2 separate regions of the Mus musculus genome follow, and region 1 is linked to region 2. Evidence: chromatin contacts called from public Hi-C data. All regions are on one chromosome and are shown on one strand. Each heading gives the region's core, a stretch centred on a gene start, on an enhancer-like site or on the middle of the called end of the contact. The rest is flanking DNA. Distances are from core to core; before and after follow the strand shown.

Region 1 (6,811 bases), core at 2,383-4,882, 5.8 Mb before region 2:
TCTAAGTACACTGTAGCTGTCTTCGGAAGCATCAGAAAAGGGTGTCAGATCCCATTACAGATGGTTGTGAGCCACCATGCGGTTGCTGGGATTTGAACTCACAACCTTCAGAAGAGCAGTTGGTGTTCTTAACCATCTCTCCAGCCCTGTGATACATTTCATAACGTACTTCTAGAGCAGCATAACCTCCCACAAGTGTCTCCAAGGAATAGCTTTGCGCATACTGCCTCCCCCAGCACTTCCCTCCATCTCTAGGTTGAGTTCTGAAAACCCACACTTGACCACCTTATGAGCCTACAATGTTCCTTTCAGGACACTTCCAAAAACTCTTATGTACAGGTGTTGTGCTCGTGGCCATCAGAGCACCTTCTAGAGTTTCGCTCTTACTCTATGGAGTGAACCAAACAGTAAGCAACCTCAGTGGCTATCATAGAGTCATCTCAGCAGCCCAAGATTCAGTTTTTCAGAAAGACATCGAAGGCATCTAGTGACAGTTTATCAATAGTATCATGTACTGCTAACAGCAAAAGAATTATTTCACTAATCACAAAAGTATACTCTAATTGCTAAATCTTTAATAACACATCAGTTCTTTATCTTCCTTTTAATTATATCTATGGTACACACAGTGTTGGCTAAAAGACAACTTCAGGTTGGTCTGGTCATCAAGCTGAGTGGTTTAAAAATGCTGAGCTATTTCTCTTTCCAGTTCAAGTTTTCGCCACTAATGAGTTACACTGAATCCTTTCCTTCAAAATGAAGACATACCATTTCACAGCAAAATGAAGAGCCAAGGGTTATCTTTCAAGCTTTTATTTAAGTGCACTGACTTAAGAATGATTTAAATCTTGTTAAAAGCAGCCACATCCATGGACTGTACGTAGTCCTCAAAAGCAGTAATTTGCTCTTCCAGCATATCCGTTCCAACCTTATCATCTTCAACTACACACTGTATTTGAAGCTTTTTAATTCCATATCCCACTGGAACCAATTTAGCTAAAAAAGAACATCAAGGGGTAAATGTTAGGAAATCCTTACGGGAAAACGCACAAATCCCTAAAACACAAGCATCACACTTACAGGAGCCCCACACCAGGCCATCTGCTTGAATGCTTCGGACACACTCCTCTAGTTTTGTCATGTCCGTCTCATCATCCCAAGGCTTCACGTCTAGTAGGATGGAAGACTTCGCAACAACTGCAGGCTCTAAGGAAGATTAAGAAGTGCACCTAAACACTCAACACTTTCACCATTAAGTCAAATCTCAAATTTGTTTTAAAACAGACCATCTTTTTGTCAAACACACACACAATTTGCCTTGTGTCTGTCACACATAATCCTCCTCCTGTGTGGCTAAGAAAGAGGCATTAAATTGTGTAACAGTTTCTTTCCCACAGAGGAATGCTACAACTGCTACCATAAAGACAGCTGTAGACCAGTAGCTGTGGAAGTTTTAAAATATTGACCCATTCAATTTAACTGGGGAAAATCCACTTTAGGGCAAGCACTGGACAAGCTCCTGAAATCAACACTACTAACAATGAAGATTACCCACTTTTAGCTTTCTTGGACTCATACTGTGCAAGGCGTTCTTCTCGTAGCTTCTTTGCTTCCTCACTTTCCTGTACAGAGAAAAGATGTTTCACAAAGTTGGTTATCTTCTGCTTAAATGTAGTGACAAGGTCATCACAAAACCCACCAGATTTATCAGAAAAAGCAAATCCATCAGGAGCTCAGCCGAAAGAAGGTGATTTGATTTTATTCATCATGTACCCAGTGATAAATTTTAAAAGGCAGACAATAAAGCCACGCCAGGATCCATCCAGGGAGTGGCTATGGCATCTGTCCTCAGGCTTCTCAATATGCTTGGATAAAGATGAAGTCATACCTCCTCATCATCAGATCCAAAGAGATCAATGTCGTCATCATCCTTAGCATCTGCAGCTCCACTTCCTGTGGTGTCTTCTACACTGCTAGGGCCATACTTGCCCAAAGATTTCTTCACTCCCGGCAGGCTTGAAAACAAACATTCTGCCACATTAGGTCAGTGTCAAAGCCCTTTCTAGGCAAAACACACAATCTTCCTTTCCCAGGAACTCCCACTCTCTTCTGGTTATTTAACCTTTAGCACAATCCCAGGCAAATAACTTTACTCTTCACCCATGGGAGACATTGTATTCAGTACTCACTACGGCTTACTCTTTCAGAATGAACATCTGTTTGAGATTTCATTAAGTATGCTCACTTCCATTCTTAGTGAACTGGAATCCACTTCCCCAAACTTCCACCCTTGCTGGTAGTTTCAGAAGAATGGCCAGGGACCGAATGAGCGAGCTACCCTCACACCCCAGCGGTGGCCCCCCCAGGTCCAAAGCACATGATCAGAGAGGTGTGGGAAAGGTGAACTGCGGTTGTCCATGTTCTACCTGTTCTGTGAGAAAATGGAGGACTTCAGTCTCTTGGCCTTGTAAGGTCACAAAGAAATTCAGCTCACACTAGGTCAGCAATGCTAAAGCCAACTTTAACCCGGTCCCTACTTTGCATGTGAAAATCCAGGTAGCACAAAGATACCTTTACCTGGCCTTTTCTTTTTCATACGACTTGATGTGATTATACCAACGTAGGGCATGACACAGGTCAGCAGGTGGTGGACCAGAAACTGCTTCAAATACTGCCACGTCTGCTTGTGATGGCACGTACCTGCCAGTGACACAAAAACAAGTGCACAGACCTTTAAAAGAAAAGACACAAACACTAGCTGGTAAATGACATAGCCCATATCCGTCAAGCTAACTAGTGAGAACAATTACAGGGCTAGCCTAAGTTGCTTCTCATTGAAAGGACACAGAACATGTTTGAATCTAGGCAAGCCCAAGAACTATCTGCCACCCAGGAGAACTCATCCCACCAGACTTGCCACAGGTTTCAACTAACAAACTAACTTGTCCAAAGACGCGGAAGAACCAGCTGGACGTGGGCACACGGAGAGCAAGCATCATCTCAATTATAATGCTGGCAGCCCCTCCCGGGAGGTCCCGCTCCATTGGCATCCCGGCCCCGGGAGCACTGACTCGGCGTCCCCCAGCATCCGGAGACCCGCTTCCTTCCCGCCGAGCCCGCGCCACGTGGCCCCGGCCCCCCAGCCTCTCGGCTCCTGCTCACCCCTCAATGTAGCTCTTGTCCGCCAGGTAATCGTTGAGCACCTGGAGGCCGGCAGGGGTTTTCAGGTCTCCGAATCCCATGGCGAAGGCTGGAACGGGGAGCTGTGCAAAAGCGGAGGACGAGAGCGCCGGGAGGCCGCGGCCAGCGCTGAGGGAAAAAAAGGACCCAGAGCGTCCGGAAAACTCCTTATATAGAGACGGAGGCGTTTCCCTCCGCCGCCCCGGCTAGAGGTTAAAGGTCAAGGTCCGTTCCTAGTCTCGGTCCTCCGCGTACCACTGCGACTTGGTAACTAAAGGGCCCACAGGTCGTCCGCCGGCCTTCCCTTGTCTTTGGAAGAAAATTAATAAAGGAGGCATTTTAAAATGCCTTCGCTCCAAGGACTCCGAAACGAAGGGAAACGCCCTCTGAGGAGCCGGAGTTGAACGAAAGCGCTCGGACGCAAGGCCTCGGCTACTTCCGGCGGAACTGCAGGTCCAAGTCGTCTTCTCCGCTTCCTCCCGGGCTCGCTCTCGGAAATTGCCGAACAGGTCCGAAGACGGGGAAAAACAGTCGAATCTGTGTTTCTAGTCCCTCCTGGCTTTCCGTCCTCCAGGTCGGGCTGACAGAGGTTGCCGTGGCCGCCATATTGACTTAGCGGCCAGGGTTTTGAGGGGTCAGGGAGACCCGGACAGGTCCGCGGAACTACTCGGTGGGCTCCGGAGGAAAGGTGAGGACGCGTTGAAGTGGGCAAGTTGAAGCGCTTCGAGTGGTGTTTTCTTTTTTGGCAGGTCTGCATCCCATAGGTCAGACAAGCCGTTCTCCTCTTGCCCTTGACTGGGTACCAGCTCCTGCCCCGCCACCTCTGGAACCCGGGAGAGCCGGCAGGTGAGGGTTATGAGCCTTGGTTTCTGGTCTGATGGAGCCTAAGCCGATCAGGAGACCTTTGGGAGTCCGGGCTTGCGAGCTACTCTCTCTTTGCAGGGGAAGACAGGAGATGGCCCTGTCATCAGGAGACCGGTTCATCTCCCAGGGTCACGAGAGACTTAAACCTCAGGCATCGGTTTAGTTGCTGTCTTGAACCTGTCCACGCTACTGTTTGTTTTTGTCTAGCCCGGTGATCATGTTGGGTAGTATTTTATTCATTCCACCGACGGGGAGAACTGACAAAAACTAAAAGTTAGCTCAGTCGGAGCTGGAGGGAGAGTCAAGCGGTTAAGAGTGCCTTGCAGAGAGGATCCGAGTTCGGTTCCCACTAGCCCAGTCAGAAGACTCCCAGCTGCCATGTAACCTTATCAGGGAATTCTCCACTCTCTTTTGGACTGTGAGCACCGGCACTTAGAAGTGCACATTACCCACACACAGATAAGCACATGCACACATAAACTAAAAATGAATCTTAAAAAGTTAGCCTGGAGTCCGCTGCAGATCAGGAAGCTGCGGTGTCTTCAAGTTTGTGAGGTTCATGTCTGTAAGACCAAACAGATTTCTGGGATCCACCCCCACCCCATCACTAAATCTAATATTCTAAGCCAGCTCATCAGCGCCTTTTAGAAAGTTACTTTTATAAGATACAGCCAAGATATTAGAGCCAGGGTGTGATGATGGTACCTGTCTGTAATTCCAGAAAGGGGAGGCTGAGATGTGAGGATTGAACGGAGAACTTTGTGTGTGATTAGGTAAGGACTCTACTAACTGAGCTACATCCCTGACTTGACTGGCTATTTTTGTTCCTATTTGGTAGATACTATGTCTAAAATACATATTAGAGCTGGGAAAGATCTTAGTTGGAAATGATGCTTGCCAATCCTGACATCCTGAGTTAGATCTCCAGGACCCACATTGATGGAAAGAAAGAACTGACTTTCAAAGGGTGTCCTTTAACTTTCACAGGCACCCGCCCCACCCACCTCCTTGTGTGTTTATGGTGACACTCACGGAGTAAGTAAATGAATGTCAACAACAACAACAACAGTAAAATATATACCAATCTGGACATGGTGGTGCGTGTTGATAATTCTGCTCCTTGCTTGGGAAGTGGAGGCCTGAAGTTTAGGAGTCCAAGTTAATCCTTGACTTCATAGCAAGTGTGAAGCCAGTCTGAGGTACATGAGGTCTGTCTACAAACAAACAAACCCCACCAAGTAGAAAACCCCAGTAAAACAAACTGTACAGTGTAGAAGCCAGGTTATCCCCAAACTCTTGATGTAGTGCAGGCTGTTTTTATGGGATGAAGCTTCATGGGTGTAGATCAGGCTGGCCTCAAATTCATGATTCTCATGCTTTAGGTTTCCCAGTGCTGGAATCACAAGCATTGGCCCTGTGCTTGGCCTCATCAGTACTTGTTAAAAATGAGCTATGTACTGCTCATTCTGGAATTTGGTGCAAAACTATTTGGGGACTTGCTAGTCTTCAGAAAAGAGAAATAACCAAATCTTTTGTCAAGGAACTTACAGTCTAGTAGGTAACAAAATCGATAATTTACCTTCAATTTAGTATTGTGGGCTTGTTTGTTGTTTGTACTCTGCATACAGCCCAATGCAGCCTACCTTTACGTTTTAGGCCTTGCACTAAAGCTACCTGCTCAGCCCAAGTTTAGTAAGTAGAATAATAAAATATATACATGGCGTGTTTTTAATAAGGAAAAGGGACACAGATGAAGAACAGTATACAACTGATTATCAGTAGCCATTACTGATTAAATTGATGTTAGTTTTTATTATTTCTTTGTTTTTTATTTCTTTGTTTTTTTTTTTTTTTAAGATTTATTTATTTATTATATGTAAGGACAGTGTAGCTGTCTTCAGATACTCCAGAAGAGGGTGTCAGATCTTGTTAGGATGGTTGTGAGCCACCATGTGGTTGCTGGGATTTGAACTCAGGACCTTTGGAAGAGCAGTCAGCACTCTTAACCACTGAGCCATCTCTTCAGCCCTTTCTTTGTTTTATTATTGGCAATTACTGACCTAGTAATTACACCCTGGGAAACTGTAGATTTGCTTTATAGGTAAAGAACCAATGCCTAGTGGATAACAGACTTGGTATCTGCAAATTCAGTATTGTAAATTGTAGATTACCATTATTAAAGAATTAGTTAAATAAATTATGAGTTAATGAAATGTTTAATTATATGTCATCTATAATAACTACAGACTTTAATGTTTAGGATTCTATTTTATCTGAAGTGGTAGTGCATGCCTTTAATTTCAGCACTTGAGAGGCAGAGGTCTGTTGGTGGATTTCTGAGTTTCAGGCCAGCTTGGTCTTTACATAGCTAAAAGCCAGTTGTAGTAGCACATGCCAGTAGGATATGTTCAAGAAGCACAGACAGGAGGATCATGAATTCAAGACCAGCCTAGGCCATACCTTTGGGATTGGAAAGATGGCTGGGTAGTTAAGACTGTTCTTTCAGAGGACCCAGATCTGATTCTCTAAAATTACATGACAGCTCAGCAACTGTCTGTAACTCCAGTTCCAGAGGATCTGATAACCTCTCCTGGCCTCCTTGGACATCAGGCATGCACATGGTGAATAGACATGCAGACAAAACACAGAACAAACACTTTCTTTTTTTTTTTTTTTTTTTTTTGGTTTTTCCAAGACAGAGTTTCTCTGTATAGCCCTGGCTGTCCTGGAACTCACTTTGTAGACCAGGCTGGCCTTGAACTCAGAA
Region 2 (6,340 bases), core at 1,006-3,505:
GAAAGATGTTCTTTAGCCACTGAACCATCTCGCCAGCACACCTGGGTTCATCGTGTCTAAACAAGGATTGGACAAGAGGCCTTTTCAATTTGACGTCATATGATGATTTCCATTCCTGAACTAGTGTAGTTATGTATGGGTGATGGAGCAGACTCATGTGTGGACACTGCAGAGTAAGGAGTAGGATCCCACCATTTTACCCCTCTGTGCACAACTGACACAGAGAACAGACTAGCAAATTCACCCTATCTTCATACTTAGGTAGGCATTATCACTCAAGCTTGCTCACTTTTATTTTTGAGCAAACATATATATTAGCTAAGAGTGGACCCAGGGAGACAGGAGTTAATACTGCCCCAGATTACACGAAGTTGAGAACTCATTTACAACTACATGAGTTGGGTATAAATGGCTAGGAATTGGGGAAAATCTGAATAAGTCAGAAGTAAAATTAAAAATACCAGCATATAGTCAATGTTGTTAAATTATTATCCTGATGGTCTATTCCAGTATGAACTGGAGAATAAACTATGACTTCTACCTTTGTATTAATCAACAGTTTTGAAATGCTAGGGACTGACAACCTAAGAAAATGAAAGGAGATTTAAAAAGTCTTCCTGGAAAGAAAAGCATGTACACACAAACTGTGTCAATGATCTTGAGATTCAAAGTGACCATTGTTAAGGCAACATCACTTGCTATTCAGAAAGGTCACGATGGGCAAAGTCAGAGCTAGGAATCACCAGTGTGCTAGACCTGGACACTAAGTAGACCAGCAGCCTCAGCAAACTCTTATCCTTGACAGAATATATAGGTAGAGAATGCAGAAGGCAATTCAGATCTGTCAAACAGCTGGTAGGAAACTGCCTTTGTACCTGAAATGATATGTTATTACTTTGGCAGTGTTATCTTATTCCTCACCATAACTTACTCCATTCGATTTACTTAACAAATACTTATGAAGTGCCTACTATGTGTGCCAGGCACTGTCTTCTCTAATCTTCTAATTCTGGAAAAATCATACCCAAAGGATTAACTAATTTTAGAGTGGCACTGACAAACAGGCTTTGAACTTAGGCCTTCATCCTAGTTTCTTGAATGAACCCCTCCTCCCTGACGACCATGCGAACACACTTAGAAGCTTATTAAAGTCCTGAAGTGGCCGAAAGATTCAGTGTCTAGGTCACTACCATCGTTGGATACCACGGGTCGCAATGAAGAAACTTCATGGCTAAACACTTGATCACGGAAACGCTGAATGCACGAGGCAGAGAGGTCAGTTAGGGGAGCAAACAAACCTGCTTCGCCCCTTCAGAGAACTCAGCGATACTGAACTCTTTGTCGAAATAGGCCCAAATAAGGAAGGCGTAAATTCGAGTCCGGACCCAGTTGATGGGATTGGAAAATCCCAGAATGATCATTCTGGTTCTCTGGCGTTGCTGGGGCTGCTCCTCGGTGCTGTAGCTGCGGCTGGGACTAGCGGGTAAAGAAGCGAGGGCTGGAGGATGTTCTACCCGGCCGAGAAGGGATCTTCGGGAGCTCCAGGAACGCAACGCAGGGCTTGTCCAGGCCCGAGTGTAGCGAGGGATCGGAGCCGCGCTTGAGCCCAGGCGACGGCGGCACAGGCAGCAAATTTCAGTCAGCGTCAGCCTCACCTCGGTGCTACCGAGAGTCCGGAGTCGGGTGACCGGGCCGGGCAGCGGCCGGGAAAGCAGGGGCAGAGGTAGGAGACGGGCGGCCAGCGCCATGTTTGTGACCTTTCACCTCTGCATGCCTGTGCAGTACTGAAAGCAGGCCGGAGGGAAACCAGCTCGCCGGGGTTGGAGAAGTGGAGCCAAGGCCGCCTCGCTGCCGCCGCCTCGGGTGAGTCCTCTCATTTCGGCTGTGTTAGCCCTCAGCCCAGGCCGAAGCCCTCGGGCTCCCCGCCGTGCGCACTTCGAACCAGCCGCCGCCCTCTGGGGTCAGTCACCTACGCGGACCATTTCTTCCGGAGTAGTGTTTCCAGGGGAAATCACGCGTGGAAGAACTCGTCCAAATTCCCAGGCCTGTGAATTTCACCATGGCTGAGCAGCGTCTTCCGGTACCCCGGCTGCGGGGCGTCTCCCGGGAGCAGTTCATGGAGCATCTTTATCCACAGGTGAGGAGGCCCGCCGCGGAAAGGCAGGGGAGACACCCCGGTACCTTCTGGCGGCCCATCTGCTCTCCTGCAACCCAGAGATTGTTCGGGGGAAGAGAAGGCGCTCTGCTGTCAAGGGAGTGAGCGGAAGGGACCTGTAGCCCTGCTCGGGAATTCAAAGCCCCGGAGAGAAACGGCCCCACATTTTTGGGGAGCAGGATGACCGGAGAAAGCTGGGTGGCACGAAGCTCACTGAGAGGTCGCGCGTGTGGCTTTCTGACCTCACGTGCTCCCTTTCTATGGAGTTTTTCCTAAAGTCTAGTTCAGGATCCCTCGCCCTTCTCTTGCTTGGTCCTAACAGCCCCTGGAGTATTTCGAGATATTAGATTTTTGAAACTCGATATTTCAGTCTAATGAAGGATTGCAACAGGGAAACCAATGGAAATCGTCTCGTAGGTTTCCTCTGGTACAAGTCATTCCTTGATTTAAGCCAGAATCATAATTAAGGATTAAGCCCTTTAGTTTTGTTTTGTTGTTTTGTTTTTTCCGAGACAGGGTTTCACTGTATAGCTCTTGCTGTCCTGGAACTCACTCTGTAGACAAGGCTGGCCTCGAACTCATAAATCCGCCTGCCTCAGCCTCCGAAGTGCTGAGACTAAAGGCGTGCGCCACCACCGCCCGGCTCCCTTTAGTTTTTAAAGAAAGAAGTAGCAGAAAGCAGTTAGATTTAAGAAAAGAAAATAAGTTTGCTCTCAGGACTTTTCAAGAAAGTCCAAGTATCAGAATAACAGAGTAAGGATTCTGGCGATTATTCTAAGGGAAAAAGTCTCTGAAGTATATTAGTGGTAGTAAGATAGGATCTGTAGCTACAGCTACGCTATGCTGCTGGAGCAGCCTGAAGTGTTCCTTTGAGAAGACAGGATTACTGATGACCCTAGAAGAATTTCTAATTGAGTCAATATAAGGCAGAGTTTAAGTTTACTAAGAAGTTGTAGTTCATGTTTCAAGAGAGATGCTTTGGGCTAATACTATAGTTTGATCAGGTAAAACCATGGTTCACTAACATTGCACAAGGAGGTTAAGATGTGTCTTTTTTTACAGGTCAGTGGTGGCACATGCTTTTAATCCCAACATTCAGGAGGCAGAGGCAGGCAGATCTCTGAGTTCCAGGCCAACCTGATCTACAGAGCAAGTCCCAGGACAGCCAGGGCTTCATGGAGAAATCTTGTCTCAAAAACAAACAAAGAAGAAACAAAACCAAAAAAACCCCCAAAATATAAAAAGACAAGTCTTTTACTGCTGGTGGAGCTTTAATCTTGCTCATGAGAATCCTAGAAAATAACTATCTTACAGGAAAGGTGATAAGCCGTACCTGGTCATATGCGTTTTGGCCTTAGACATGATTTGTTACTATTATAATATTCTTACTTATAAAAAGAAATACCTCCATGTAGGCCACCTCCCAGCAAGATTTTTTAATTGTGCTGGAATTATTATTATTATGGAGACAGGGTATCTCTGTGTAGCCCTACTTGCCCTGGTATTCTGATCTGTAGATCAGGCTGTCTCAAGCTCACAGAGACCCACCTGCCTCCCTAGTGCTGGGATTAAAGGTATGTGCCATTACATCCTGACTAGTTGTGCTGAATTCTTACCTCTCAGCTGGTGAGAGACTTTAGACTGCAGGGTGAGGACCTTTCTATCCCATGTCCTTAAATTTCCCTGTCTTCCTACCTCACCTCAGTTGCTGTAAGTCTGCTAGAAGTGGAACAAAGCAAATCAACAAAAAAAAACAGTTTTTCATCAGTAGTCATGTCATTCATTCCTGTACTGAGATAACTAATTCTTGACCACATATGTTGCCCATCGTTAAGAAGCTTTGATAATTCGCCCTTGGTGAGGGTGTATTGACATAGCAGCCAACTGGTTTATACCAAGTGATTTAACTCTTGATATGGCTTACAAACTACATGTTTACTTTATAACAGAGCGATTTTTAATTCAGTGACAGTTCCATACAGAAAATAATGAATTTTGCTCATTTTCACTCCTATCACTCAGTCTCACCCCACCCTCTCCTATTGCACTCCTTGTCAACAGACCTCTCTCCTACTTACGTGTGTGTCACTGGGCTTATAGCAATTTCATATTTATTTATTTGGTTCTTTTTTTTTTTAAAGATTTATTTATTTTTATGTACATGAGTACACTGTATCTGTCTTCAGACACACCAGAAGAGAGCATCCAATCCCATTATTACAAATGGTTGTGAGCCACCATGTGGTTGCTGGGAATAGAACTCAGGACCTCTGGAAGAGCAGTCAGTGCTCTTAACCACTGAGCCATCTCTCTAGCCCAGCAATTTTGTATTTAAGAATTTATGCAGAGATTTCTCTAAATATATGACAGTATCTATAGGATTCTATTATACTAGTAGTTATTAGAAGTAAACTATGGGCTGGTGAGATGGCTCAGGGGGTAAGAGCACCCGACTGCTCTTCCAAAGGTTCGAAGTTCAAATCCCAGCAACCACATGGTGGCTCACAACCACCTGTAACAGAGATCTGATGCCCTCTTCTGGTGCATCTGAAGACAGCTACAGTGTACTTACATATAATAAATAAATAAATCTTAAAAAAAAAAAACAAAAATATTAAGAAGTAAACTATACATGGGAGTGTAATTAGATAAATTATTACTCATTCTTTGATATATAAGCTATAACAAAGAATGACATGTGAAAACTAATAGCAATGAATTTCAAAGTATATGTTTTAAACTTGTAAAAAGAAAACATTGGGTTTTTTTGTTTCGTTTTTTTAAAAAGAAAAAAGCAAATGTGTGTTTGGGGTACTTTGGATAAGAGAAATATAGGAATAGTACTTAAGAAATTAATTGGCTGTGTAGAGGATGAGTGAGTATGATCTGGAAGAATGTGATAAGATAGCTGGCCTTAGGGGAATCAGATTAATATTTTACGATCTAAAGTAATACAAGAAAAACAAAGAGGGTGTTGGGAAGAGGCAGTTGGGTTTCTGTGATTTTTGTGGCCAACTTGGTCTACATAGTGAGTTCTAGGCTAGCCAGGGCTACATAGAGAGACTGAATCAAACATACAGAATTCAACAGAAGTGAGAAATGATTATTTAAAAACAACCCTAAAGTTAAAAAAAAAAAAAAAAGCAACAAACAAGCCTGTTAGGAGTTGTGGAGAGTGGAAAAGTTACCTTTAAAACAATACTTTAATTATGTGTCTTCAGTCCAAAGGTGATAAGGACTGAAAACAATTCTAGTGAGAAGACTTATATTTTATAGTCCCGTGAGCTAGCAGTTCTGAGAATGTTTTCTGGAAATTCTAGAATATTGTAGATGATTAAATATTGATGATGGGAAATAAGTTTTTTTAACTGTTGACCAAAAACTTGCAAAGATACAAACAATAAAGGCTATATTTAACCTTGGCATATGTTTTATACATAATGCATAGTTCATATATGTTTAGAGATAGATATGCAATTGAGTGTCTAGATTTTGCATATGCCCTTACATGTCTTTTCCTTTTGGAATTGAGAAAACAGAAGTTATGATAAAGCACTAAAATAACTCCTGTAGGGTAGATGAATATAATAAAAATACATTATATAGATACATTAAAATGTCAAAAGGAAAATCCCAGGGAAAAGAAACCAGAGTTTTCTTAAATGATGGATTGAAAAGCTGGACAGGGAAAATAAAAAAGATAATTGGATCATCTTATTTTGCTATGAAGTAAGGAAATAGTTGGTTTAAAAAGTCACAAAAAAAAACAGCCTTCTAGTCAAATCTACAATAATTTGAACATTAAAATTATACCAGTAAAGCTGGAGGCAGAGGGATTGAGTAGATGTTAGGGTAGAACATCGTGTGCCACCTGATGTGCCCTGGGAGTTCTAAACCAACCCTTTTGTGGAGCATTCCTTACTCAAATTTAATCATGGAGAAACTAGATTAAACCCACATCCAAGGCCATTCAACAAAATAATTGGCCTGTGCGCTCAAATATATTAAGGTCATAGAAGACAAAGAGAGCTGATGAGCCGTTCCAGATGGAAAGAGTTGTGTTCATTGAATCTGATGTGGCATCTCAGCCTGAATTCTAGGTCAGGGAAAGAACTAGGAAGGAAATTATTGGGATAATTAGTGACATTCAGATGCACGTGGTACGTTACATAATAATATGTCAGT

The links. A called contact is a pair of places that touch in the nucleus more often than the background predicts.
Region 1: a Hi-C map of CD4 T cells shows a contact between it and region 2, with 4 times the contacts expected there. The contact joins the promoter of Ndufs1 here to the promoter of Maip1 in region 2. A contact is called at or near these places in 2 of 39 promoter capture datasets (liver and pre-B cells) and 1 of 484 Hi-C or Micro-C datasets (CD4 T cells).

What each region holds. Positions count from the first base shown.
Region 1 is chr1:63,173,643-63,180,453 of GRCm38.p6, reverse strand. Ndufs1 (NADH:ubiquinone oxidoreductase core subunit S1) reads left to right here and starts at 3,632. Exons shown (of 19, transcript NM_145518.2): 1 at 3,632-3,868. It overlaps Eef1b2 (eukaryotic translation elongation factor 1 beta 2), which reads right to left and starts at 3,623. Exons shown (of 6, transcript NM_018796.3): 1 at 3,163-3,623; 2 at 2,578-2,700; 3 at 1,889-2,015; 4 at 1,556-1,622; 5 at 1,081-1,206; 6 at 1-996. The coding sequence starts at 3,242. The coding sequence ends at 842. Gm26457 (a small nucleolar RNA gene) reads right to left here and starts at 1,777; the gene lies at 1,700-1,777. It overlaps Snora41 (small nucleolar RNA, H/ACA box 41), which reads right to left and starts at 1,431; the gene lies at 1,319-1,431.
Region 2 is chr1:57,402,181-57,408,520 of GRCm38.p6, reverse strand. It overlaps Maip1 (matrix AAA peptidase interacting protein 1), which reads right to left and starts at 2,255. Exons shown (of 5, transcript NM_001081181.3): 1 at 1,299-2,255. The coding sequence starts at 1,748. Tyw5 (tRNA-yW synthesizing protein 5) reads left to right here and starts at 1,847. Exons shown (of 8, transcript NM_001037742.2): 1 at 1,847-2,137. The coding sequence starts at 2,060.